Regions from separate parts of the Mus musculus genome. Here region 1 is linked to region 2. Evidence: chromatin contacts called from public promoter capture Hi-C data. All regions are on one chromosome and are shown on one strand. The core of a region is the stretch at or near the end of the contact, and the rest is flanking DNA. Distances in the headings are between cores, read along the strand shown.

Region 1 (3,076 bases), core at 510-3,009, 150 kb after region 2:
CCATACAAACAGACTCATACACAAAGTCCCCCAGCGCTGTGGTACTCATACACGCATGGCTGTGTGGGTGTTGGCGTGTGCATGTATATGTGTGTGCTTTTATGACTACATGGTTGGTTTTTGTTGTTGTTGTTGTTGGTGGTGGTGGTGGTGGTGGTGGTGGTGGTGGTGATGGTGGTTTTTCAAGACAGGGTTTCTCTGTGTAGCCCTGGCTGTCCTGGAACTCACTCTGTACCCCAGGCTGGCCTTGAACTCAGAAATCTGCCTGCCTCTGCCTCCTGAGTGCTGGGATTAAAGTCTTGTGCCACCACTGCCCGGTGGCTATATGTATTTTTAATTGGTGGGTAGTACACATGTTTGGGGACTCTGTGCTGCTCTCTCTGCACGGTCGCTGGCAGATCCCCACGTCACCATCAGTTATAATTGGTGTCAGAATATTCCAGATCCTCTACAGCAGCTAGTTTGCAGTCTCCACTTGGGCGCTATCTGCCACTCACCCGGTTACATGTGCTGAACGTCTTCTTCCTTGCTCCCTCCCCGCTTCGTGCTTTTCTCCGACATTGGTAACCTCTTCTAAGTCTCTGACATCCAAGCTCAGCTTCCACCTGTAAAAGAGGTCACATGATCTTGTCTCTCTGGGTCCGGCTTATCTCACTTAACACGATGTTCCGGATTCCATCCGTGTTGCTGCAAGTGATGGGACTGCCTTTGGAGAGCTCTTCCCTGTCTCTGTCTTGTGTGTGTCTGTGTCTGTGTGTGGGTGGTGGTGATGGTAGTGATGGTGGTGATGCGGTTGTAGACTGAGTAGGATACTCAGCCATTGGCCTCCAGACCCCATATTACACATGTACCTTTACATACATGTGTGTCCGCACATATATTCAAAGGCACCATTTTTTAAAAGATATGCAGTCTACTAATTTTCCTTTCAACCCAAAGAGGTTGAAAGACTGAGGTAAAAGAAGGGGGCGGAAGTGGAGTCCACGGTGCTGGTCCACATGTGCCCCACTGCCAGCTTCTGTTCTGGGAGAGAGAAGTTGAGGATATCAGGAAGACACTCCTGAAAGCCGCCCTTGTTCACAAGTTTGCATGCAAACTGTGAGGCCAATGAGGACTTCTGTGACCTCAGGGAAGGCCAAGTGTGTGTCTAGAAATGACTGCCAACCTCCACAGGCTTTTTTTTAATCTTTAATTTTTTTCTTATTTTAAAATGATTTGCAGGTGCCCACAGAGTCCAGCAGGGGGCGTGGAGTCCCCTAGAGCTGGACTTAAACAGAATATGGGTGCTGAGAACCCTATGCAAATCCTCTGTGGGAACAGGGGCTCTCCACCCCTGAGCCTTCGCTCTAACCCCAGGAAGTCCTTCTCACTTAGCATGCTTTAGCGGAAAAGCAAACGAGCCTTCTTCCACGCCTTCCGCCCAGTACTTACACAGAGAATAGTAACAAGTAACACTTGTAACTATTCCCCCCACCCAAACCTGTAACTCCCAGGGGCCAATTAAGGCTCCCGAGCTGCTGCTGTTTTACCAGCAGCCGCTCTAATCCTCGAGGTAATTTGGAGGCCTCGTTCAGTTTGCTGATATTCGTAATTACGCCCATTGGTGATTAAGAGGCCTCAGCTGGATAGTAAAACGCTAACTGTCTGCTGGTCGTTAGATCAAAAGATAATCCTTCATTTCAGCTGCGGGGCTGCCTGCCTATCTGGGATCCGTCCTTGTCCTCCTTGAACAGACGTTTGGTTTCGGTTTAGTTGCCTTAGCACTCAGAACTGGGGAGAGCACCGTCCCTGGAGGCTTCCTGACAGAGACTATCTGTATTCGTGATGGAGCCCAGGCTGGCCTTGAACTCCACCTCCTCCTTTCTCAGCTCTAGGAACTCTCAGGCTCCACCAAGCCTGGCTGAGATTTAACTTCACAACTCCAAGGCAAGGGCCACAAAGTGTTTGCACAGGGTTGTGTCTGTAATCTCCGTTCTTTTGGTGCCTGCAACTTTAAGAACCGTAGAGTCAGGCACTGGGAGTCCTAAGGGAACCAGGCTAAGCTGGCAGGAAGCCTTCTCCACACACTTTGGCTACAAGGGCCCAGAGAGAGCCTGGCGTAAGCCATGGGAGCCAGGCTGAGTCTGCGGCGGTCTTACGACTCTTCAATGTGACAGCAGCTCAAACACATACCCCATGCACAGAATCACATACAAACACACCACACACAGACACAGAGTCAGGGACACAACTATACACACACCACATGCAACACACACAACACAGAGACGGAAACTCACAGACATTTGCACACTCTGTGTGTACACACACAGAGACAGACACACACCACACACACAGACACAGAAACATACACCATACGTACACACACAGATAGACACATGCACATGGCATATCATACAAACACTAGACACTTGCACAAACACATGCAACACAGAGAAACACACAAACACACCACACAGAGATGCATACAGCATTTGTTCACACACAGAGATGGACACACAATATGATATCACACACAAAAACACAGACACATGCACATATATACAATATACACACAGAGACAGAAATATACATATGTTATCACACACAAACATACAGACACATGCACATACTATACACACAGAGACACACACAGCACATATAGAGATAGAAACACACATACCATATGTAACACACACAGACACATACACATGACACCACACACAAACACACAGACACATGCACATACATACACTATATATACAGAGATACATACACATTGGACATATCACACACACACAAACACATAGACACACGTGTACACACACCATATCTGCACACACAGAGACAGACACGTACATATGACATATCTCCCTCTCACACACACACAGACATGCATACACACACACAGAGTCAGATACAAGGCTGGCTGCACTCTGCTGAAAACACACGGACGCTGAAACAGGAAGTTCACAGGCTTTTCTTGTGTCACCAATTACTTTTTCAGTCTCCTCCAGTCGTTTAAAAGGTGAGAGTGGCTTGGGCCTTTACGAATGGGCAGGGTCTGGATCAGGCTTCCGGGCCAGTTGGCTGACCC
Region 2 (3,015 bases), core at 372-2,871:
GATTTATTTATTTATTATTATAAATAAGTACACTGTAGCTGTCTTCAGACACACCAGAACAGGGCCATCAGGTTTCATGACGGATGGTTGTGAGCCACCATGCGGTTGCTGGGATTTGAACTCAGGACCTTTAGAAGAGCAGTCAGTGTTCTTACCCGCTGAGCCATCTCGCCAGCCCAGGCCCAAGCCCAGGCCCAGGCCCAGGTCCAGGCCCAGGCCCAGGCCCAGGCCCAGGCCCAGGCTTTAAGCCTAAGTCTGATCTCCTGGAGCTCACTCTCCTGCCTGCGAGATCCATGTACACAGGACAGCAGCCCACACGGCTGCCACCTGGGATGAACCACGAAAGTCTGACAACCTACCACAGATGCCCTGAAGTGGGAGGAGAGGCAGGACTCCTGAAAGTTGCTCCGACCTACTCACTCGTGTCACATCGCGCACACACGTGCTCGGGTGTCACATGCGTGCTCATGCACATTCACACACTCACAAAACTGTGTGAAAGTCTGTTTTCTGAATGATGAGCCATGGGGGGGTTGGCGCTTTCATCTTGAGTGGCAGTGTGTCATCCTGACACATGATGCTCTTTTGACCCATCAATGCCCTAGGCCTCTCACGCCCCGCACCCCCACGCCCGCCATGGAAAGCCCTGGGACGATCCCCGGTTTACTCAGTACCACGCATGTTCCCGTCCCTGCTATTTCTCCTAGGGTCCTGGTTCATTTTGGTGGGGAAAGTACTTAAGAGTTACAATGTAGATAGTTTTGGCTCCCCTGTGTGTAATAGGCCAGCCTGGGGAAAGGGAGATGGGCTTGTGTAATGGCCCAAGGACTCTCAGTGGCTTGAACTTGATCTTAGATAATGTTCTCAGCATAGTGTCTGGAACACTGTAGCCCAGTTAGCATCAACCAGTTCTTCTGCCCTCTGCCTTCCTCACGTACAAGAAAGCCAGGATTTGGGAGCTTGGTGAGAACTCGGGCCCGCACAGCAGTGAAAGAGCACTTGAACCCTCCCCTCCAGGCACATCCACGCGAGGTGATGGGCTGTGTGTAGGGTTCTTGGGGTATTTGAGTTGGTTTGTTTTTTTGAGACAGTCTGGTATAGCCTAGGCTGGACCCAGGCTTGTATGTAGGAGAGGCTGGCTCCTTATCTTGCTCCCTCCACGGCCAAGTACTGGGATTATAGGCATGTTCCACCACGCCCAGCTGAGCTCCTGTTTTTGTTTATAAATGTTTCCATTAAACAATACTGGGGAGGTGTGTGTGCAGAAGTCAGAAGACAACCTGGGGAGCCAGTTCTCTCCTTATTCCACATGGGGTTCCAGGGACGGAACTCAGGCCGTCAGACTTGGCAGCATGCGTCTTTGTCTCCTGAACCATTTTACCAGCCCCAGATTTGGGGTTTTGACACACACCCTGCTCCCTCAGGCCACCCTGCTCCCACTCAACAAGGTGGAACTGGGATTCCAGCTAGAGTCCTCGGGCTTCGTCCTTGTACCTGGAATTTTCACCTCCCTGACCTTGCCAAGTCCTCATGGCCTTCAGAGCCCCCTTGACCTACACAGCCTTCCTGTTCTTCCGAGCCTCCCTCCCTCGTTGCCGCCCCCACAGCAGCCAGGGCAGCAGCCGGAAGCTGCAACACAAAGGTGCAAACAGAATCAGCACCAAAGATCTGCCCAGGAGGCAGCGGGTACTGGGCCCTGACCCGAGTGTCGGATCTAGAGCGGCTTGTAGGTTTGTGTATGGGAAGGGAAAGCCCGGGAACAGGCTGTTCTTCCTCAGGGAGGCCGCCCTTTAACCCTAGAGAGCTCTGTTCCCACCAAAACCCAACGCCACGCCGTCACCTCAGTCTCACCTCTGGAGGTTACTTCACTGCACACAGACTAAAAGGTGCAATAGTCCTGCCCCAGGAGCAGCCTGGGGGAGGTCTCAGCCTGATGGGAGAGAAGCCATCTCTCGTCTATACATTTACCAGGTAAAGCAAAGGGTGAGGTTCCCCAGGGGCAGCCAGGGAGAGGGCCTTGACTGTCACGGTGGTCACGAGTGCCAGCCTAAGCAGTTGGAGCTCCATCAGCCACCAGCCTGCTGTGGATGCTACCGCCACTGTCTGTGTCCTGCAGGCGGGGAAGTTAGGGCTCATGCTAACTCTCTGACAGTAGTCAGAGCTTGAAGGTCAGATGGGCTCTCCTGGCATTAATCGCGTGCCGGCTGTGTGCTGGGCACTGTGGTTGTGCCCTTCTGAGTCAACATGCCCAGAGTTTCCTGGGGTGTGAAGTCACATGAGTGTTAAAAAAAATTTGATAAACCGTTTTTTCCTTTCCAAGACCTGAATGACAACCCTGAGACCAAATATTTATGAATAAGTGCCTATGCTATAAGCTTTGGCTCATTCCCCAACTAGCTTGTAACTTATTTAACTATTCCAGGTCTACCACTCTCCTTCCCTCCCATCCCCTTCTTCATTAGCATTTCCTCTTCGGATCTTGAGTCTCTCCTTTTATTGGCTCACTATTTCCCAGAATCCTCCCTTCCTGCCACTGTCCTTTCTCCTACTTCCTGCCTCAGCTCATTGGCCATTGGCTTTTTTTTTTTTTTTTTTTTTTTTTGGTTTTTTGAGACAGGGTTTCTCTGCGTAGCCCTGTCTGTCCTGGAGCTCACTTTGTAGACCAGGCTGGCCTCGAACTCAGAAATCCTCCTGCCTCTGCCTCCCGAGTGCTGAGATTAAAGGTGTGTGCCACTACGCCCAGCTGGCCACAGGTGATTATTTCAAAGCGTTTCTCCCTACACCTGTGCCTTCTCCATCTAAGCTGCACCGGCTTTCTCATCTCTGATGCCCCAACACCTCCAACGCTGCCCATGCGCAGTGCTCCAGTGCCCAGGGGACTTCGCACCAGCCACAGCTGCTTATTTTCTGCTTGCTCCAGGCCTGTCTGCTGGCCTTCTCTGGAGTCCCATGCTCTGGCATGTGGTAATTCTGGGACTTATTGAATAATGTCCCTGATGCTGCTTTTTCTGTTGT

The links. Capture Hi-C pulls out chosen DNA fragments and counts their contacts.
Region 1: a promoter capture Hi-C map of adipose tissue shows a contact between it and region 2. The contact joins two enhancer-like sites. A contact is called at or near these places in 4 of 39 promoter capture datasets (the 3T3-L1 cell line, cranial neural crest and hippocampal neurons), 1 of 15 datasets of contacts at CTCF or cohesin (hippocampal excitatory neurons), 6 of 484 Hi-C or Micro-C datasets (brown adipocytes, cerebral cortex, cortical neurons and 3 more), 2 of 115 datasets of contacts at active chromatin or transcription factors (pancreatic cancer cells and stem cell-derived neural progenitor cells) and 2 of 9 other capture datasets (adipose tissue and liver).

Annotation. Positions count from the first base shown.
Region 1 is chr5:114,295,537-114,298,612 of GRCm38.p6, forward strand. All of the region lies in intron 1 of Myo1h (myosin 1H), which reads left to right. Among named protein-coding and RNA genes, the nearest start is that of Myo1h, 7.8 kb to the left of the region's middle. Within about 2 kb of position 1,760, at least 20 of the 459 cell types and tissues checked have an H3K27ac peak or open chromatin away from gene starts, as enhancers often do. A contact at or near this core is called in adipose tissue, where this site is marked.
Region 2 is chr5:114,150,365-114,153,379 of GRCm38.p6, forward strand. It overlaps a transcript of Acacb not described here. Among named protein-coding and RNA genes, the nearest start is that of Acacb, 14 kb to the right of the region's middle. Within about 2 kb of position 1,622, at least 7 of the 459 cell types and tissues checked have an H3K27ac peak or open chromatin away from gene starts, as enhancers often do. A contact at or near this core is called in adipose tissue, where this site is marked.